Regions from separate parts of the Gossypium hirsutum genome. Here region 1 is linked to region 2. The links are chromatin contacts, called in public Hi-C maps. All regions are on one chromosome and are shown on one strand. The core of a region is the stretch at or near the end of the contact, and the rest is flanking DNA. Distances in the headings are between cores, read along the strand shown. Region 1 holds the start of LOC107952160 (protein argonaute 10). Region 2 has its middle 35 kb from the start of LOC107916025.

Evidence for each region. Hi-C and Micro-C count contacts between places; a contact is called where the count stands out from the background.
Region 1: a Hi-C map of leaf shows a contact between it and region 2, with 2.9 times the contacts expected there. The contact joins the promoter of LOC107952160 here to the enhancer-like site in region 2. A contact is called at or near these places in 15 of 34 Hi-C or Micro-C datasets (anther, callus, hypocotyl and 3 more).

What each region holds. Positions count from the first base shown.
Region 1 is chrA10:55,379,466-55,385,075 of Gossypium_hirsutum_v2.1, reverse strand. LOC107952160 (protein argonaute 10) reads right to left here and starts at 1,393. Exons shown (of 22, transcript XM_016887441.2): 1 at 1,095-1,393.
Region 2 is chrA10:55,316,411-55,321,314 of Gossypium_hirsutum_v2.1, reverse strand. No RefSeq gene overlaps it. Among protein-coding and RNA genes, the nearest start is that of LOC107916025, 35 kb to the right of the region's middle. Within about 2 kb of position 2,779, at least 6 of the 9 cell types and tissues checked have an H3K27ac peak or open chromatin away from gene starts, as enhancers often do. A contact at or near this core is called in hypocotyl and leaf, where this site is marked.

The DNA.
Region 1 (5,610 bases), core at 144-2,643, 65 kb before region 2:
AAAATATATAGACTTGGAGAAATAGAACTATAAAAACCATTCTGCAAACCTATGCGTGAATTAAAACCACAATTGTTCCAATTTTTGCTTCTGAAATATTGCTAAAAAAAAAGACTAAGCAAAGTAGAGAGAACCAAAGGCACAAAGCCCCAAACCTGCAAGACTGCAACTTAAAAAATTGGTAAGCAAAGACAAAACTGAATATCAACTCCAAAATCAAACCTTCTTGAGAAACCTCTATTGTGAAACCAATGACCATTTAATAATAATAATTTAATAGCAGCCCAAAACAAAAACAAATAGAACTACCCACAAGACAAAAATCTATTCCCCTAAAGCTTGTCCCTACCAAAAACTGAAAACTTTATTAGGAAAAAAAAATCAGATTAGAAATGAATGAATATAAGCCCAATCAGATAAAAACATAGGAACAGCATTGAAGAAAGTTCATTTATTTTATTTATTTCAATGTAAACAACATAATTTGAAACCGTAAGGTACATAGAAAGAATAAAAGCCATCTAGAAAAAAACAAAAAAACAAGAACATGGATACAAAGAGAGGGAATAAACATTGAAAAGGGCAAAGAAATCACTATCTCGTGGATATTCCAGAAAATGAAAACACAAAAAATTTAATGCTTAATAGTAAAATGAACCCATTAAATGGAATCATAAATGTTACTAGTATATATTCGAAAACTCACCAACCAAGTGGAAACCAATATGCAAAGCACTTAACTTTGAAGGCAAAACAAAGAAGAGAAAGAGGAAGAGGTTAGAAAAGATGGGTTGAAGCCAAGGAAGGTGAAAGACAGATTGAAAGAGAAAGCAGAAAAGGAGATAAAAGATGGTTTTTTTCTAGGAATGATGGAGAGACAAGGGAGAAAAATAAGAGCAAAGAAAAAAATTTTAAAAAAAAAGTAGGGAAGGGGGGGAGTGAAAGAGAGATGATGATGATGATGAATCTTTATACACGCATGCAAAGTGCTTTTGGTGTTTTCTTTATCACGTGTAAAAGCCTTTGTAACCCCCCCCCCCTATCTCTTTCTCTCTCTGTGGATTGCTTTTAAAAAAACATGGCTTTGGCCTTACCTTAGCATTAGCCTCTCCTTCTCCCTCTCTCTCTCTCTCTCTCTCTCTCTCTCGCTTTATGCTTTGTTCTTGGCTCTGAACTGATGGCGCAGCCTCGGGGACGTACCAGGATACCTTTTTTTAAGACTAATAAAGCTAAAAGTAAAAAAAAAGAGAAGCCTGTCTTTCAATGTATAGACATTAGACATGGATAAATAATTAAATATATAGTCAGAGAGAGTGTATGAGTGGGACTGACTACGGAGATGGTGAAGGTAGTTGGATTGAAAGGAAGGAAGGGGGCTTTGGCAAATACCCCGAAAACAACTGAGGATTTAATTACAGCAATCATATATACAGTAGGAGAATAATTCGAACCTCCAGTTGCTGCCCTATAACTTTTGATTTTTGGTAGAGTGTTGGATGAAATTGAGTAAAAAAATTTTGAGTTAATGGAGTTTGGAGTTAATGAATTTTATTTTATTGTCTTAATTTAATATTGTTTAGTATAACTAATTTGATATTATAGTACATTAATTTGAAATTATATATATTTAAAAAATTTTAAAGTAAAATAATAAAAAATAAAATATTTTAATATGATAAATTTGAATTAATAATTAAGTTAAAAATTTATTATTTTAGAAAATTTTTAAAAGGGCAACTTTTTTATATATTTTTTAGAAGTTTTATATATTTTTTTAAATATATATTTTGAATTTTTGAAAATTATTTTGAATTTTTTTGTAATTTTTGTTAAGAGAGACCAATTTACTTATTTTTAAAGTTGACAGGGACTAAAAATGTATTTATACCAATCTATTATTTGAATTATTTAAGTTATTCGAATTGTGAAATTTAACTCGACTAAAACTCGAATTGAGTTATTCGAGTTGACTCTAATTATTCGAATAACTCAATTTAATTAACTTAAAATTAAAAAAAATAATTTTTTCGAATCAAATCAAGTTTTACGCAGTTCAAATTTGTTACAATCGTATTTGCATAGTGTATACTGATATAAATTTATGTAATTTAATAATTTGACCCCTTAAATTTTATGACAGGACATTTTTAAACAATAAAAAAATATGTGGCAGCTTCGTATCTTAACACATCGCAAGTTATTATAAAAAATTAAAAATTATAAAAATTATTTTACATTAAGAGTGAACTTGGTAGGTATTTGTCTTACTTTTTAATAATTTTATATAGTTTTTATTTTTCAAAATATATCAAATTTTATATTATTATTTTGTAATTAAAATATATCAAATAAAAAATAAATTTTTATAAAAGTATATATATAATTAATAAGTAGTTGGGTGCAATGATAAAGAGAGAATGTAGCTTCGAACCTTGAATATATATATATTTATTTATTTATTTAGGTCCATTCTAAACTTAATTTTATATATTTTAAATTTTTTTATAAAATATCAACTTTTATATTATTATATTTTGAAATTAAAATTTATTAAAATATTATCTCGTGTCCATAATGATCATGGACAAACGAATATCCAAATATGAATTTGAATGTCACTTTGTCCGGATTCATTCTAAATTTATTTTTTTAGAAATTTTATTCATTTTATCTTTATAAAAAATTGATTATATGAAAATCGAAATATATAGAATCAAATACTAACAAATCAATACATTATAAAACCTCAATGAATTAAAAAATCATAACATAGTAATATATAAATAGTAACAAGTTAAAGTTATGAAATTACTAAAAACATGTCTGGAATAATATCGGACAAAATGATATTCAGGAGCATTTGAATCTAAACTTCTCAGGGGCGAAGCTAGGGGGCTGGCATGGCCCCGATCTCCCCTAAAATGTAAATTTGTTCTTTTGACCCTTAAAATTTTTAAAAAAATTTTAAATTAGTAAAGGTAAAATTGCACTTTGACCCCCTAAAATTATAAAAATTCGATTTAATCCTTTACAAATTATAAAGATATAAATTATAAAAAATTAAAATTTTATCCAGCCCCCCAACAATTTGTTCTGGCTTCGCCCTTGAAACTTCTTATTGTTCATATTCATTTTGGTTGTGAAATAATTTTTATAATTTTTATATATTTATTTTAAATATTTTATTTTATTTTTCATTTCAAAATAATATTATAAAAAGATGATGTTTTTTATAACAATTAAAAATTATATAAATTTTTTAAAAAAATTAAGTATATGATGCATATAGATTATGTCTAGATTCATTTTTAATGTAAAATAAATTTATTTTTTTTAGTGCTTTGTCACATATGATTTTCAATGTCGCACCGTTAGAATTTAACAACACTATATAAAGGCATGAAAAGTATCTAAAAAAACAATTTAGATATCAAACATATTTAATTTAGCAAGCAAAATATATACTAAACCTTGTATAAATTCTAATGCATACTTATATTAATGTATAGAAGTGATAAACGACTGGATTTGGCAGCTTTAGATTCAACTCTCTTTGTATTTAGATGGTTTCGAGCTAGAATTATTTCGAGTTTAAATTGATTTGGATTCAAATTTTCATAAATTTAAAATTTCTTGACTTTAATTTTACTAATATGATTTTAAATTAATTTATTAATAATATTATTAGTGGTACCAGGTTTAGTAATGTGTGGAACTTATAAATTAATTTACTATAATTGAACTGTTTATTTTTTGTATGTAGTATAATTGAATTGTTGTATTATTAAATTAATATATTATATTAAAAGATATTTTATGCAAGCATTAAATTTAAAATTTGGATATTGATTTATTATTAATGTTTTTATTTATTATAAATATATATTTAAAAATTATTTATATTCATAATTAACATTTTTTTAAAATTTATTTCATTGTATAATTTGCTTAAATGAAAACTTAAATGAAAAATGGGCTCCTATGATACTTTTTCAACTTAAGTGTAAAGTGGTATTTAAACTTTGATTCTTCAAAGGTTACCCTCAAATATCAAAATATCAAAGAAATGTGTGACACATGATATTTTTATTTAAATAAAAAATTTTAATTTTAAGATTAAATGAAATTAAATATTTTTTATAATTTCTCACCTATCCATGGTAAAAAAATTTCAAAGCAAATCAGAATATGACACGTGCCATTTTAAAATAAATTAAATATTTATTTTCATTCTGTCTCTTGTTCCAGGTATGTAAAGTTCCATCTACTGATTTGAACCATTTCTCCCATCTTTCACAATTGCAGTGACGTACATTTTCCTAAGATCTTCTCTTTTACTTTTTTTATACTACGCACGAGGATTGACATGTAATTATACATTTATTTCTCTTTTTTCCCTCCCAACTCCAACTCAGAAAAAGAAAGCTGCTAACGTGTCATCATTTGGAACAGAGACTTGTACAGTATTGCTATGTTTCTTCTTTCTGTATATATTTATAGATTATAGATATGGTTAGCAAACGAGTGTAAAAGCTGGGCAATTTTATCCAAATCACCAAAAAAAAAAATTACGACTTTAAAAACAATTATCTAAATAATTTAAAATAAACAGTAAAATTAAATTATGGAGATTAGATGGCAGACATTTCTATTTAAATAATAATTTTTAAAATTTTGCACACTAATGGTCTGTATTTTTTTTAATCGTATTATATTGATATATATTTATATCAATATTTAAAAAATAAATTTAGATATTGACACACTAATAGTCGGCACACATTTATCTCATTAAAAAAATATTTTGGGTATATCTAATTAAACCCGAAGCCAGAGACCACTGCATTTCTTTTTACTATAATTCTGAGAGATCATAGGTTAACCTGACAACTGAACTAGAAAAAGAGTAAATATTCACCCATGAAAATTTGAGTTTAATTTTATTTGATTGTTCAATTTTTGTTGATCTGAATCTAATATGAATATAATAAAAAATAAAATAAAGATTCGTTATAACAAAACCAAGATAAGACATTATCTAGAAATAGAAACCGTGTTTAGTTCCTTTTATATATATATCCAATAGATCCAAACAAGATATACAAATTTCTAATAGATGATAAAATCTCAAAACAAAGAATCTCAAGATTCAATTATTCATTAACTACATGTATATCTTAAGATTAAGAGTAAAATTTTTTTAGTCTTTTTTTTTTCACGAGGAGTTGGAGGAGAAGAAACTCTCATGTTCAATTTTATAGTAGAGACGGAATTCATAAACAACCATCAACTATAACCCCAAAAGAACCCGATTTCGTAAACATTATAGAGGAAGAATGAAGGGGATATCTTATTGAGGTAATCAAATTGTTTCGGTAGATATGTTCCAGAATCTTTTTGATTGCTCGTCAATTTTAAGTCTATTTAAAATTAAATATTTTAAATACTATTTAATTGTTTCTAAATTTATAAATATATTACAAGTTATTTTTTAAATAAAAGAAATAATAATTTAGCAATATTTATTTGTCTTATTATAAAAGATCGAAAAATATTAAAGTAATTTTATGAAAAAAATCTAATTTAATTGTGCATATTAAATTTAAATTA
Region 2 (4,904 bases), core at 1,530-4,029:
TACTATAGTTTTATAGGACACTTGTCAACTTCCTAACTCTGCTTATGGAGTTTAAAAACTCTACTAGTAATGTACAAAATATTTTTTCTTTCATGTTTTCATTAATAAAAATAATTTTTATTTCTATTTACTAAATGTGTTTTTTAACTTTTTAAAAAATAAAAAATTGTAAACTATATTTTGAAAATGAAAATAGAAAAATATCTTCGCAATCTAAATGAAGTGTTAGTTTGAGGTTTCAAAACTTTTATATAAATTTTATTGTAGATTTTTTTAAATTTTATTTTATTTTTAGTTTAATGGTTTTAAAATTATGTGATAATATTTTTCTTATTTTAAATTTAATTATATAAAATTTAACGTGTTTTAACTGTTTTAATAACAAAAGAATTTAATTAATATAACATTAATAATTTAAAAATATAATTACAACTTTTTAAAATTTAAAAATTAATCTAAAATAAAAATAATAAATTTGAGACTCAAAATTTTAGTAACATTAATTTGATTATAAAAAAGAATTAGTTAGAAACTCAAATCAATACCGAACATATTAAAAAATTGACTCCACTTTACTGATCACGTAGCTTCTTATTCTTTTCTTGGAGGAAAGAAAAGAATTATTTTGTGTTTCAAAACATCCACGTATTGAGTGCCTAAAAACAGCATGCACCATTTATTATTATTATTATTTTATATTATCTTTTGGTCACCACGTATCCAAGTTTGAGAAAGTGCAATGTTGTATTAAGATTGTGGGTATCCTTTTCCTATTAAAACTGGTATGTTTTAGGGTATGATTTTAAATTTATCGATTTTTTTAAAATATTTAATATTAAATATATTAAATGAATTATATTAAATAATTTTAAATATAAAAATATTAATTAGTTATATAACATACTCATAAATAAATTTTATAAATAAAAATTATCATTTAACAAATTTAAAATAAAATAAAAATCTTACACATTAAACAATAAAATTATCCACAACATTATTTAAAAAAAACAATAAAATCATTCCATACTAAATATATAAAATGAAAATTTTATAGAAACACAAAAGTTAATAGAAATTTTGTCTTTTTTTTAGTTTGTGTATTATATAAAGTCTTTATTATTTATTAATTTTCTACTTTAAATTTTAAAGTTGTCTATTTCTCTTGATTAAAGTTTAAATTTTAAATTTGATTAATAAAAAAATAATTCTATCTATTTTTTTAACATTATTCATGCACTGGTTGGTGCACAATGTTTCGGTGGTGCAATTGAAATTAGTCAGAATGAGCCAGTGCAATCGATACATGTCGAAATTTACATCGGTGCGAAAATGAGCAGCAATTATTCTAATTTATTACAAGACTGGTGCACACCGATCAATACAACAGAAATCAGTGCGAAATTGACTACATTGTGTTGTACACAAGCGTGTTGATCAATTCTAAGGTGGGGAAAAGTTACTTTTGGAATAAGCTTTGGTTAAGTGGATGAAATCAACGCTTGTTCTCACTTTTTTTTTCATTGTTAGAGCCATTTGGATGTAAAAGTATCATGAAGGTCCCTATACTAAGAGTGAGAATGCATTTTGCTCTATTTACTTAGAAAATGAGCAAATTAGTCCTTATATATTAGATTAAAAACCAAACTGGCCATTTTTATTATAAAATTCATCTATTTCACTGTTAAAAACTAGTGTCGTTGATAGAATAACCAAATAGTTACATGTGGCATGCCATGTATACCTCATTCTGATGTACAGAGACCAATTTTTAACAGTAAGAATGGATGAAAATTTTAACAAAAGGATCAATTTACTTTTTGATCAATGTATAAAGACTAATTTACCAATTTTTAAGTAAAAAAGATAAAATACAATCTGACTCTTAATATAATATATGGCATAATACTTTTACCCAAGCTACAAATGTATCCACTACTTTCTACTATAGGGGCATTGAGAATAAAATAGAATTGTAATATATAATATATTTTATTAAAAAAAATCAAATTGCAGCTTTCTTTATAAAACAAGAATCGAGAGTAATGCAGCTACAAAAGTTTTGGAATCATCCCATCCCACCTGCATTGCTATAATGTATATAAAAATAAATGTAATAAGCTTTTGTTTTTGTGATAGGAAGATTAATAGAGGCAATGTGGGTGCTGGAAATCCAGGTCAAAACTGAAGAAGTGGTAGTCATGATGTGGGGCATGGTTGAAGAAATTAAATAAATATTGATATAAGGTTCTTCGCAACATGAAGCAAGGCATATGCTTTAACATTTTATTATTAATTTTGTAGGGTTGATCCATGAAAAGATTATTGTTTTTTTTTTTTGGGTTGTGCTAATGCATGCGTGCAATGCATCTCCTTCCTTTCATCATGATCTTTTTAAATATTTATTAGATTTTCGGTCCACAAATTTATATATTCATAATAGAATAAAAATTTAGTTAAGTTTTTTTTAATAACGTTTAACATAAATTTAAAAAGAATAATTATAATTTTAAAAAGAATGATTAAACTTTTAAAAAATTAAATGCACCCAAACTAAGCCTCAATTAGGAAGGTTGTGAGAGTACATGGTTGATTTTTTGTGGTTGATTTTACAATTAAAAATTAAATAAAAAAGTCTTGTAATAATTTTATACTTTTGAGAATCCATTTATTAGGCTATGATGATTGGGAGAGCCACCGACAGAAACAAGGTTAAGTGGAGGCAGGGAAGGCCCATTGTATCAGAGCCTCCTTGAACGGTCAGCCGACTTGGGCAAACACGAAGAGGACCCAGTTTAACTTTAAATGTGGGGTTTAAAATAGGCTTTAAAAGCTTTTTCATTGATTACCTAAAAGGGTTGTTATTATTAGACAAAGCCTGTTAAAATGCACCCTCACTTCTCTAGGACCCATTTCCTTCTCTTCCACGCAAATAATTGCCAATGGTTTTCACTCCCACTATTTCACCTTCTAATTTTATAGAAATATCATTTACTCCAAGAGTCAAACTTAAAAGGGTAAGTGAATGTATTTTATTTGAAATAATATTTTGAGCTTTTAACACCTAAGCATCCCTTCACAAACTTTGAATTAGGTTAAGCAATATTAGCCATTAATTTTGATACAATTAGAGGATACAAAAATTAATAGATCCAAATTTATATAAATATAAATATCTTAAATATAATACAATAATATATATATATATAAACACCACATAGTTATACAACTTTATTATGTAAAAAATTTTGATGAGATAAAATCTAAAGAATAAGGCATATGCTTTTTAGTTTCAGGTAACTAATTAAAATGATACCGCAGAACAGAATGCTGAGCTATGGGTGTCGAAAAGTCGAGGGGTTAGGAGAAAGAAAAGAAGAACGATTAGTTTTGTCTTCAAAGTGCAAAAGCAATCAATTCCTCAATTCAAGTGATCCGGCGTGAAAACTTGCTCCAACAAGGTAAAAAATTTAGATAAAAATCAACTTGAATTAAAAACTAAGATTAGATTCCGAATAAAATCTTTTCAATCTAAGCCTGACCCGATTAGAATTTTTTTAGATTGAGTTACTGACTGGGTAATTTACAAAATAGTCATGTTTGTTTGTCCCAGGTTACATTTTAGTCACTTATGTTTGAAATGTTACGTTTTAGTCATTTATGTTATTATTTTGTTATGAAGTGATCACCCTACCGTTAAGTTCCATTATCTCTCTAACAATAATCCTACGTGGCAGTCTAACTAGATTTGAGGTGCCAACTTGAATTTCTAAATGGGATGAAAATAGATTTTTAATTAAAAATTTAATTAATTAAAATTTTTAAACCTAGACTTTAACTAAAAGAAGTGTTCAAACAAAAGTGACTATTTTTATAGATTACCCGTTACTAAAAATTTTTAAACCTAGACCTTAACTAAAAACTGATTAAACCTAGACCTTAACTAAAATTTTTTAAACTTAGTCAAATATAATTGATTAAAATATAACATGAGACAAATAAAAATGACTATTTTTATAGATTACCCGTTACTGACTGTCATTAGAATACCTTATTGTTTCCCTTATTCCCAATACCTAATCAATTCCTACTTCCTAAAAACAAAATCCCTGCCGCTCACCACCTGCACAAATGACCTCCAGCGTCACTGCCCGTTCGTCTCCCGCTCACCGCTCCAGCCCCGCTGTCCGTCCGTCCGTCTCCCGCTCACCACTGGTTTGCCCGGTAATCTTGATATGAACTTAATCCATTGTAGATTTGGTGTGGCGTGGGTGATGTATATATGCAGTGGACAATGGGTTTTTTAAAGTACATATATTTTGTTCTTTTATTTTTCTTATGGAAAAAGAAAAGAAAATGTTACATGCTTTTTGAAGGTGAACCGTAAAAGTTGATAGCAAAGGTGGGGTTTTGGAGGTTGTGGATTCAGAAAAGGAATTTAGTACAAAAAAACTATTTGCAATTTGCAAACAAAGACTGAGTTAACATTGCTTGTCACATTAATGTTTACAATTTTTTTTTCTATGGCTACCTTTTAATTATTATCTCAAATGCTGAATCCATGTATATATAATATCCATGGATAATTGGGTTTTCTTGCATTCTAAACACCTCAAATTTGTCGGTGCCATAGATCGATCTACCCATCAACCACCTTTCGTCAAATCACTTAACAAAAGAAAACTGGTCATTTAAAGCTAAAAATATACTAAGGTACTTTCACCATCTCTCACACTTAATCAACCATGTACTCATATGCGGAAAAGCCCACCAATGTATGAAGTAAAATAAATAAGCTTATTATTACTAGAAATAAAGAAAGAAAGCAATGCTTAAATTTTTTTTGATGATTGCTAGTCTTTGAAGCATAATTTTGATAAGATACCAAATATTTTTTACTGATT